Regions from separate parts of the Capra hircus genome. Here region 2 is linked to region 1. A link is a contact called in public Hi-C data. All regions are on one chromosome and are shown on one strand. The core of a region is the stretch at or near the end of the contact, and the rest is flanking DNA. Distances in the headings are between cores, read along the strand shown. Region 1 holds the start of CCR5 (C-C chemokine receptor type 5). Region 2 has its middle 28 kb from the start of XCR1.

What was found. Hi-C and Micro-C count contacts between places; a contact is called where the count stands out from the background.
Region 2: a contact with region 1 is called in a Hi-C map of blood, with 6 times the contacts expected there. The contact joins the enhancer-like site here to the promoter of CCR5 in region 1. A contact is called at or near these places in 3 of 5 Hi-C or Micro-C datasets (all in blood).

What each region holds. Positions count from the first base shown.
Region 1 is chr22:53,050,226-53,055,708 of ARS1.2, reverse strand. It overlaps CCR5 (C-C chemokine receptor type 5), which reads left to right and starts at 3,477. Exons shown (of 2, transcript XM_005696038.2): 1 at 3,477-3,589; 2 at 5,321-5,483. The coding sequence starts at 5,332.
Region 2 is chr22:53,298,858-53,304,340 of ARS1.2, reverse strand. No RefSeq gene overlaps it. Among named protein-coding and RNA genes, the nearest start is that of XCR1, 28 kb to the left of the region's middle. Within about 2 kb of position 3,035, at least 1 of the 5 cell types and tissues checked has an H3K27ac peak or open chromatin away from gene starts, as enhancers often do.

The sequences.
Region 1 (5,483 bases), core at 2,228-4,727:
TGTGCATGGGAAAAGGTCTGGATTAAAGTATATCATGTGTTAAGAGGGACTGTTTTGAGATTGTGAGACGATGACTAATTTTTTCTGTACTTTCTATTTTTGTTTTTCCTAACTTGATACAATGAGCATGATGTGTTAGTTTTAGAATTAGATACGTTTTAAAAACTAAGAGATTCGTGTGCTATTTTTTCAGCCCATCTCACTGCTGACATTGATAGAGTCAGTGTGAGCCCCCAGGGTTTCAGTTCATTGAGCTCATGAAGTTGGCCCTCTGAACCCAAGAAAAAAGTAAGTGTCCTCCCCATCTTGTTCGTGATGCTCTGAATCATGGTCCAGAGATGGCGTGGGCGAGCAGAGAGAAGCTTCCCTCAGAACCTGGGTACAATGACTCGACCTGGAGCAGCTAGTGAAAGCTTGGCCAGCACCCCAGGAGGAGGGCTGGGCATCAAGTCCAGAGTGGCAAACCAACAAAAAGATCATTCCTCAGGGAGAGTCTGAAGGCCTGCATATCAGAACCAGAGCCCTGGAAACTGGAAGGGCCAAGGTAAGAAGATAAACAGAGACGGGGAAACTAAGTCATGGCATGATAAACCACTGGTTTGCCTTGCTGTGGTATCCAGAGCAACAATTCATTGATTAAATGCTGAAGACCTTCCCATGGGTCCTCCCTTCCTTGCGCATCCCTGGAATGAACCCCTATCCCAAAAGGTGACCTGAATGTCCCCCTAAAAGGGGACACACACACACTGCTAAGCTGTGCTTCCTTGTTTCAGCCTGTGAATCTTCACCCTGTATTGCCCAAATGTGTCTTTTCCAAAGCAACTTGGCCATGGAGTCATTTTGTATTTCAGGAGGGAGGTCTCCTGGGGCCCCTAAAGTCTAGCACATAATTTGACAAAATAGGAAACAGAAGCTCAGAGAGGGGTAGGATCTTGCTAAGGGCACACAATGAGTCAGCAGCAGAGTCTGGGGGACTCTTGAGCCTGCTTCACTGCTCTACACTGCCCTCTGGGGGTAAGCGTTTCCTCAAGTCTATAACCACCCCAATGACAACCCGCAGAAGACAGGGCAAACAAACCCCAGGTCCGTGTGGTAAAGTACAAAGCAACCAAAGCCACACACAGAAACATTATGTTTGTCCTGCAGCATCTAAGAGTTCTACCCAGTGTATTACCAGTGAACACACAAGGGTCTCTTCAATGAGACAAAATTATATTCCGTTTCCTGTGAAATTTTGTATTATTCGCTACCCATTTTGTAAATGCTTTCTCAAGCATACTTTGTATGACACCACTTAACCAGCCCACAAAAGGCTCTACTCTTGTTCCGTCGTTTGATCTTGACCACAGATCTGTCAAGCACATTTGTGATTGGGGGTTTTTTGCCCCCATTTTACAGATAAGAAAACTAAGATCTGGAGAGTTTCAGTAACTTGTACAAATCAAGTGGTAAAGAGTCAAGCTGAGGACTAAGCCCAGCCTGGAGATGGCAATGGCACCCCACTCCAGTACTCTTGCCTGGAAAATCCCATGGATGGAGGAGCCCGGTAGGCTGGAGTCCATGGGGTCGCTAAGAGTTGGATACGACTGAGCGACTTCACTTTCACTTTTCACTTTCATGCATTGGAGAAGGAAATGGCAACCCACTCCAGTGTTCTTGCCTGGAGAATCTCAGGGACGAGGGAGCCTGATGGGCTGCTGTCTATGGGGTCGCACAGAGTCGGACACGACTGAAGTGACTTAGCAGCAAGCCCAGCCTGGTGACTGGAGTCCAGTTCTCAACTGCTGTCTCTTGAATCCACATACAGCATGAACTTGAACATTTTTTTCATGATTCATTGCCCTGGTTGTGATTGCCAGTTGCTGATTCTTTCTGCCTTATTCTAGCTTTCCCCAGCAGTCATATCCCCCTACTTTGTAGCACCAGTCATTAGCTTCTCCCTTTCAGCTTCTGCTTTGCTGACAAGGACCCCAGGAAACCCATTTTATTAGAATTTTATATAATAAATCTCTCTTAAGAAAGAATCACTGAATGAGTACAAGTCTGATTTTTTTTTTTGAGCGTATATTATACGCTACATTCTCAACTTGGATGTCTCAAGCAATCCTCCCAACAATCCCAAGGAGCAACTACCATTATCCAGCCCATTCCACAAATGAGAAAGCTGAGGGTAGGGCCAGGCTTTGAGTTCAGGCAATTGACTGCAGAGCCCACTTCAGCAGGTTTGGGGTCTTCTCAGATCGCAGTCCGCGCTGGCGTGTTTCTTAGCCTGTGACGGAGGAAACAAAAGCATGCAGAGGGCCCTCCTGTGGCTCGGGGCTGGCTCTCAGTTCTGTTCTATGTTCTCGGTTCTGCTGTCAACAATTGAGGTTTTTAGATAAGTAACCAACCACCAAGGAAGCCTGGGGTGACTGCAGATATTGAAACAGAATCCTGAACTTGACCCTTTTCTTGTGCCATTTGCTGCCTGTTTCATGTTGAAAAATTCTCAAGAGAAATTCCAGATAGACTGTATCCTTGGAGTGTGGGACTCTGCTACCTATGTCCCTGGCACAGTGCAACTACCCACAAACACGGGCTGCCTTGGAGGGCTGCAAAACGGTGAACAAGGAGGCTAACATTTTATAACGACGTGGCCTCAAGGTACTTGATCTGGAGAAAGATGGGCAATACGTTCAGCTCACAGGTGAACGTACAGTAAAAACCCTTAAGCAGCCAGCTATTTTAGTTTGCAGAGGAAAACAGTATTGGGTGATGAGTGTATGTGTGTGAGTTGTGGGAGGAAAGAAGGGGTAGTGAGGGAGTGAACAAAGCGGGGGGGCGTGCATGCTCAGTCCCTCAGTTGTGTCAGATTTCTTGCAAACCCATGGACTGTATGCAGCCCACCAGGCTCCTCCATCCATTTTTCTAGGCAAGAATACTTAAGTGGTTTGCCATTTCCTCCTCCAGGCGATCTTTCCATCCCAGGGATCAAACACACATCTCCTGTGTCAGCAAGTAGGTTCTTCACCACTGAGCCAGCTGGGAAGCCCAGGTTTAGGGGGATAACAGGGTTAATGTGAGAGGTTCCCTCCACTTTAAAGTCAGTTTCAGCTGGCTTCCACAAATACCAAGTGGGTCAGAATCTCTCACCCTCTGAGCCTCCCCATTGATAAGCCCTGCAGTCTAGTACAAATCATTTGTCTCTTGGACAGAACTTTCTTTCAGTAAAACATAGCCCTTTGACTAGATGCTCATGAATGTTCTTCTAGTTCTAATATCCTTTAATTCCTTCTTTTTTCTAACCATTTGGGTAGTTGGGTGAACTAAGAAGCAAAAAGAAATTGCGTAGTCAGGGAAACCCATGAATAAAGTTTCAGATCAGACATCTATTTTCTGTCTATTTTAAGCTCAATTTAAGAAAAAAAAAAAAAAAAAGGACTGGTCTTTGATGATTTTTTGCATGGCCAGATACTTAAGTCAGTAAAACTCCGCCCCCAACTCAGAAGAAACTGCATTTCCTACTTTTATGCTGTCTATATGTTTGACTTGCACAGCTCAGCTGGTCAGAGGAGTTGAGACATCCGTTCCCCTACGAGAATCTCTCTCGGTAAGTTCTCTCTCAGCTAACTTTGCCTATTTCTTAGCGCAGCTTGAGTGATGAGTAAAAGCCTTTACAGGAAACCATAGAAAACATCAGAAATACACCAGGCGTTCACTGAACTATCTTAAACTATAATCTTTAAGTAAGGAAAAAGTTAAGAGTTTAGAATCAGTTTCAGACTGTGATAACATCAAAGATACAAAACAGGATTATGAATGGAAGACTATAAAAAGCCCTCACCTTTCAAAAGAAAGATATTTTCGGAGAATAATTACTGGCCAAAACTTTGACAGACATGATCTTTTGGTTAGGAGAAATAAAACCTCCTCAGCAGGATGCCCTCTGAACATGTGCCCAACCACAAGCTGTGTCTAAGTCTCCTTTTATTTCTGCCAAGGAAAGAAGGAAGCCTGAAAATTGGCCAAATTAATAACAAGTTATAAATATCAAATCAACTTTCATAGCAAATCTAGTTGATTCTTTTTCTGGCTCAGAATTTAAAGGAGAGATTTTTCTGTGAGCTTTTCCCAGCTGCTTAATCTGAGGTACTGGGAGCTTGAGTCTCACAGGGACTAATTAGAGAAAATTCTCAGTCAAGCGGTGGGACCTAAATAGACCAGGCAAGTTAGTGGGTTGCGAAGGAACAAAGCTAATACAGGATGTATGCTAGGAGATGAAACACTGTCCACTTGACCACTTCTTATGTATTAGGGGAGGGGGTCCTTAATCATAGCAGCTCAGAAACTACAAACACAAACTTCAGAGAAAATGTGAGAATGGGAATCGGGACTTGACAACTGGCTGCTGGCTCCTATGACCTTCTCCAGGGACTCGGGCATCAGTCTGTCTCATTTTGACTACATCAAGGCTCCAGGCTGACAATCCTGCTTGTAGTTCTCTCACCAAGGAGTGAAAGACAGGGACCACAGCAGATAAGTTACAGTCAGCACTGCCTGCCTTCAAAATTAGTTGCTTACTCCCTGTGGGTCTTTGGGGAAGTTACTCATCTTCTCTGTGCTCTGAGGTTCTTATTTGCAAAACGGGGACAATAAACCTGACCTGCCTCACTGAGTCACCTTGAGGATTAACTGAATGAATGAAGTGAAGCTTAGAACAGTGCTTAGCAAGCAAAGTGCCCTAGAGAACTGTTCATTATCACCAGCAAGCCCCTAATGATGCTATGTGTAAGCTAACTCCAGGGAATGACAGTAAGAACAGACACGGTTGGACAGTTCCTGACCCAGTTTCTGGACATTGTTATCACAGCTTCATTCACTGCACGTGGCTACACAACATCCAATTTTATTTGGTGAGATGATTGATGCTCTCCGTCTAGTAAACAGAGTGTTAGTCGCTCAGGCGTGTCTGACTCTTATGACCCCATGGATTGTAGCCCACCAGGCTCCACTGACCATGGAATTCTCCAGGCAAGAATACTGGAGTGGGTTGCCATTTCCTTCTCCAGGGGATCTTCCCAACCCAGGGATCGAATCCAGGTCTCCTGCATTGCAGGCAGATTCTTTACCATCTGAGCCACCACGGAAACCCAAAGCAGAGAAGCTAGCAGCAAACTAATATAAAAAGTTCACTGTTTGACAAAAAAAAGGACTTCAGTTAAATGTAGAAATCTACGTATCAATTTTTAAAACCTACTTAAGTATATAAAACGGTTTGCATTCATGATGGACTGCTAAGGACATTCTAGGACTTTATAAAACACCTTTTCTTTATTTACAGAGTCAAGCAAAATGGATTATCAAACATCAACTCCCCTCTATGACATTGATTATGGGATGTCAGAGCCATGCCAAAAAATCAACGTGAGGCAAATTGCAGGCCAGCTCTTGCCCCCACTCTACTCGCTGGTGTTCATCTTTGGTTTTGTGGGCAACTTGCTGGT
Region 2 (5,483 bases), core at 1,786-4,285, 250 kb before region 1:
TTCGCTGTCCCCATATGAAGGCACAGTTCGGAGACAATTAGGAACGTGCCCGGCAGTGTGCCTGTTACACATGGTGCTCACGGAAGGGAGGTTTGCTCAACCTTAAGTGTTCTTTCTGAGGAAGCAGGCGGGTCACAGTCTCAGGACTTCCAGGAGGGCTGCTGGGCCGAAATGGAGGCTGAGTTGTGCCCTACCCCTTAGTTCTGACACTCAAATGAGCTGCTTTGCTTTTTACAAACTCCAAAGGGCTGCATTAAGGTGAAAGTTCATTGCTATTATCTCCTGGTAAGATGCCCACAGATCATGTCTCCAAAGAATCTCTCCATTGCTTCCTTAAATAGCCAAAAAAAAAAAAAAAAAAAAGGAACTGAGATACGTTCAGTGTTTTGCAACTATCAGAAACAATCTCTTAAAGCTGACTCAATCCTTTCTTGTTCCTTCATGCCCACTCTTCTATAAGGTTATTCTGGTCATCTCTGCTGCCTGACCAATCTCTCTGAAACATAGGGGTGCAGACCAGCAACACTTGTTTTTCTTTTGCTCTTGATTTTCTGGGTGAGGAATTCTAGAAAGGCAGCTAGACCCTCTACTTGTATTATTTTTCATGGGGTTGCAGCATGATGTTAGCTGAGGCTTTAATCATTTGAAGGTCAGCCCAGGATGGATGCCCAAGATGGCGCACACTCATGGCTGGCAGCCAATGGTGGCTGTGGACGGGAGGCTCAGCTGGGTTGTCGACATGAGCACCTACTCTTGGCCTCGCTAGCATGGCATTTTCAGAATAGTTGAATTTCTTATATGGTGCTAGATTGCCTTGCAACTAGTGTTTGGAGAGAACCAAGTGGATTCTGCATGGCCTTTTGGGAAGTCTCTCAGTGTTACTTCTCCCATAGTCTATCAGCTATGAGCTACTATGGATACAATCAAGTCATCAGGCTGGCAGAGATGCAAGGGGATGAGAATTAGACTCGATATCCTGATGACAGAGTGGCAAGGTCCCAAGTTGGGGGGCATGAGGGATGAGAGGAATTGCTCTGGCCATCTCTAGAAAATGGAATCTTCTACAAAAGACCAGAATCATGTCCCATACCTGAAGGCTTATATACTGAGCATCTCAACACACATGAGCATCCCAACACACAGAGTCAGAGATTGTTTAGAGCTGGATAGAATCTGACACATTCTCTTGTTTCATCACTTTAACATAAGATGGAAAAAAAATGGAGCCCTCCAGAGCCAAGGTGGCTCGCCCCAGACCACACAGCTGGCTAGAGATGCCACAGCATGGGTGAGCGGGTCTGCTGCTCAGCTGTGCTGCCTCCCGCCCTTGGTGGACTCTGGGGCGTTGCAGGCATTGTTCCCCATTCCTTCTTTCTAACAGAATGATTCTGTTCAGGTACCCGCCCTGCCTGCATGGCTTATCCGCCCTGTGTTTGCTCTGCCCCTACCCAAAGCCAGCATGACAGGGACCACTTCTCCGCCTGCAGCCTGAGCGAGGCAGAGGCAAGATGGTCACCAGCAAAGGGACTCGGAGCCACTGCCTTGTGCCGCCGAACTTCCCATGAGTCAACAGCCTCCTTGTTGTTTCGCTACTTTCAGTTCAGTTTCTGCTTACTTCTAGCTGAATGTATCCTATTTAAAATATTATTTCTGTTTCCGAGATTAATTCTAACATTAAGAAGTGGCATTTAAGGAGAGCTCGCTGGCCACTCAGGCCTCATCTTCAGGTGTGACCAGGTGCCCCCCACCTGTACCTGCCTTCAGTAACTGGGGTTTTTCTCTCTCTCTGCATGCAGTTTCTACCTCACAGTGGTGCAGTCCCTCCAGAACCTCTCTTATTACTCCTGTCTTTCTCAGTTTCTGCTCAGGGCTCTTTCAAAATTTCACTCCAGTGACCACAGCCTTATAAGCTACTGTTGTCCCAGGCGCCCTCCTACCTGCTGCCCATCTTCCTGGATTTGGGAAGACCACTGCTCTCGGGGTTCTCTTTGTTGTTTTCTGAGTTCTACCCCTCTCGGCGCCTGGCTGGCTGGACCCCAATGTCAGACGCTCTCTTGGTTTAGGTCTGCATTTTGCATGGTTTTGTACCGGATTCCAGACACCCGGCCCCACCTGCTGGACTGGACCTCCTCCCTGCCGCTGCACTGGACAGGTGAAACCGACTCCTCCCATAATTCCCTTTGGGTCTTCAGGAGGCAGGAGGGGTGCTTGGTTTGAGAGCTACAAGGTCCTACGTTTGCATCTGCAATGCTGACACCTTTGGAGAACAAAGCTAGTTCATGCTTTTCAGTGGGCAAGGCACGTTTGTATGCCATTCATGTTTTATTGTATTTCTTCCCTGCTGATAAAGCCAAACAAGTCGTCACTGCCTCTAGTGACTTTTTGAATGAAGTAACAGGTGTATAAATAAACATACCGAAAATCCATTTATAGTAGTTCCCCCTAAGGTTTGTTCATCTTTGCCTGAAGTCTTCATTTTCATTCTCACCACCTCTTTGTGGCCCCAAATGATTGCACTTGAATGTACTACCTCCTTGCTCAGAAATGTCTGTCTTCAGGGCCTAATTCATTCTGAAACTTGCTCTTACGGTAACCTGATGGAGTGAGGGTACAGGGAGTAGGTGATTTTCAACTCCCTTAACTCTTGGTGGCTGCTATTATTAACCAAAAGGACCTGTACGATTATACATGATGAAATTGATTTTGGTCAGTTGTAACCCCAGGGATAGGAGCTGCATTAATGAGCAGTGGAGAACTGACTGAAGATTTCAGCTGAGGGACTTTCGTGGTGGTCCAGTGGTTGCGACTCTACATGTTCACTGCAGCGGTGCAGGTTTGATCCTTGGGTCAGGGAACTAGGATTCTGCATGAAGCACGGCATGCTTGGAAAAAAAAAAAAAAAAAAAAGATTTCAGCTGGGCAGAGTGCACTAGGCAAAGTTAATCTCACACGCACATACCCAGCAAGCCCCTCGAACTTCCTCTGGGCCGTGGTGGCATCTCTCTTTTCCCCGGGCCGCCTGCCCCAGCGCCCAGTCCCACTCCTCCCTCCTCTTTTATGCTCCGTAAGAATCTCCTCCCTTCTGCAAAAAAGTGGATACCAGCTCCAAGGCCAGGCTGGAAGGTCCCTTTCTACCCTTGAAAAGTGGACTTTTCAAAGACTTTTCTCCTTCACAAAGTTTTCATGCCAGCAGCTACAAAGATGAAACGTTTCCTCTGGAGTCCTTGCAATTACCTTGAAAGTGCTGATCAGTGAAAAGAAGGGGTGATGATTCAAAGTTGCTGATGGAGAGAGAGGCACCACAAGTTCTAATCTTGTTGCATTTCCTTGTAGCGGTTCTGGAGGTGTTGCTGGGATGGACTGACAGCTGTGAGGCTTGGCCAAGTTCTCCGCCTCTGTAGCCTCCTTCTTTCCACAGCCGACATCACCTTCAGCTCCCTTCTAGCGCATCTCTAAGGAGGCTGGAGCCTAGATCCCGGGCCTCACACCCATGGAGGCCCCTTGTGGCCTCTGGCTCCAGGCCTACTCCAGTTCTGGGACCAGATCTTTGCCTCACTTCTGGGGTCTCGCTCCCACAGGGAAGCCTGCTCATTCTCCAGTCTCTTTGTGAATGAGCCCCCCATAATTATGGGCCCACCATAATGGGATTAGTGCACTTTTCACAAGAGGAAGAGACACCAGAGTTCATACTCTCTCTCCCCACTTGCACTCACACTAAAGAAGAGATCGTGTGAGGATACAGAGAGATGGTGGCCGTCTGCTAGCCAAGAAGTGGGAGCTAAGCACGCCAGTGCTCTGGTCTTGGACTTACCAACCTCCAGAGCTACGAGGAATAGATGCCTGCTCTTTAAACCTCCCTGTCTATGGGGTTTTGTTACAGCAGCCTGAGTCAATGAAGATGTAGGTGGAGAGAGAAGCCCTGGCGACAGCTGACTCTCTAAATCCAGTGGAACTTGGTCCAGCTCTACCCAAATGCACACTCGGTGCGCTTTGCTTGCACAGCCTACAGTGGCCTTTTTTGGCTCAAGCAGGTTTGAGTTAGGTTTCTGATGGACTTATCCATCAGTGGTCAGTAGTTGCTCTACAGGACCACCTGTACTTCTGGCGCTTGCTGGTAAGGACCATAATCACCCACTCTGTCCTCCTGATGCTGCCCAATCCTAACTTGAGGACCATCTAGACCAGAATGGAGACCCTCATTATCACAGCACAGTTGGCTTATGGCCAGGGTGTCTGGCAGATGCCCATTCTTAGGGTTAGCAGGATTTCTGCCCCTCTGAGCTTACCCTTTTCATACTGGTCATGGGGTTCTCTTGGAAGAAAAGCCACGACCAACCTATACAGCATGTTAAAAAGCAGAGACATCACTTTGCCGACAAAAGTCCATCTAGTCAAAGTGATGGTTTTTCCAGTAGTCATGTATGGATGTGAGAGGTGGACTATAAAGAAAGTTGAGCACTGGAGAATTGATGCTTTTGAACTGTGGTGCTGGAGAAGACTCTTGAGAGTCCCTTGGACTGCAAGGAGATCCAACCAGTCCATCCTAAAGAAAATCAGTCCTGAATATTCATTGGAAGGACTGATGCTAAAGCTGAAGCTCCAATACTTTGGCTACCTGATGCGCGGAACTGACTCACTGGAAAAGACCCTGATGCTGGGAAAGATTGAAGGCGGGAGGAGAAGGGGACGACAGAGGATGAGATGGCTGGATGGCATCACCGACTCGATGGACGTGAGTTTGAGTGAACTCCGGGAGTTGGTGATGGACAGGGAGGCCTGGTGTGCTGCAGTCCATGGGGTCGCAAAGAGTCAGACACGACTGAGTGACTAAACTGAATTGAGCTTGCCCACAAATGGCTCATGCATATTATATATCAGTTAAGGCCTGTTAAGCGATTTCAGATTCTTATTTTCAAAAGTTATATCCCCAGGTAAGTTATCGCCCTGGCCATCCCCTTTGAGAACCACTTCTGCCGGTCTGGGAAGGACTTCCTCCCCCGAGACCGAAGGCTAACCCTACCCTCTCCATGCTGGTTATGTCCTGACCCCACTCTTCTTGCCTACATTTCCCAGCCCCACTGTGCACTGTGGTTAACTGAACTGTGATCTCCAAGGGGGGCTTCATATACGTGGGACCTCGGCAAGGGCCTGTATGTCCAGTGCCCACGTAAACGCGTCAGTCTCACATCTCTGCTACTGTTATGTTAGATGGCTGACTCACACTGAGCTTGTGGTCTCAGCAAACAAGACTCTCAAGATCTCTATCTCTTTCCATTCAGAGGAAGCCAGATAGCATCGTGCATCAGTGGTTTGTTTCTGTCTTACTGATCAAGAGGCTGAAAGCAACAGATTCTGATGCCTCTTTTCTTCTTTGATCGACCAGGGCTGGGGGACCTGAGGACAGACGATGAAGCACCTAAGGTTTAGTTTTCTCATCTGGAGAATGGAACCACGATTAAAATATTGCTCAGACCTCATCGACA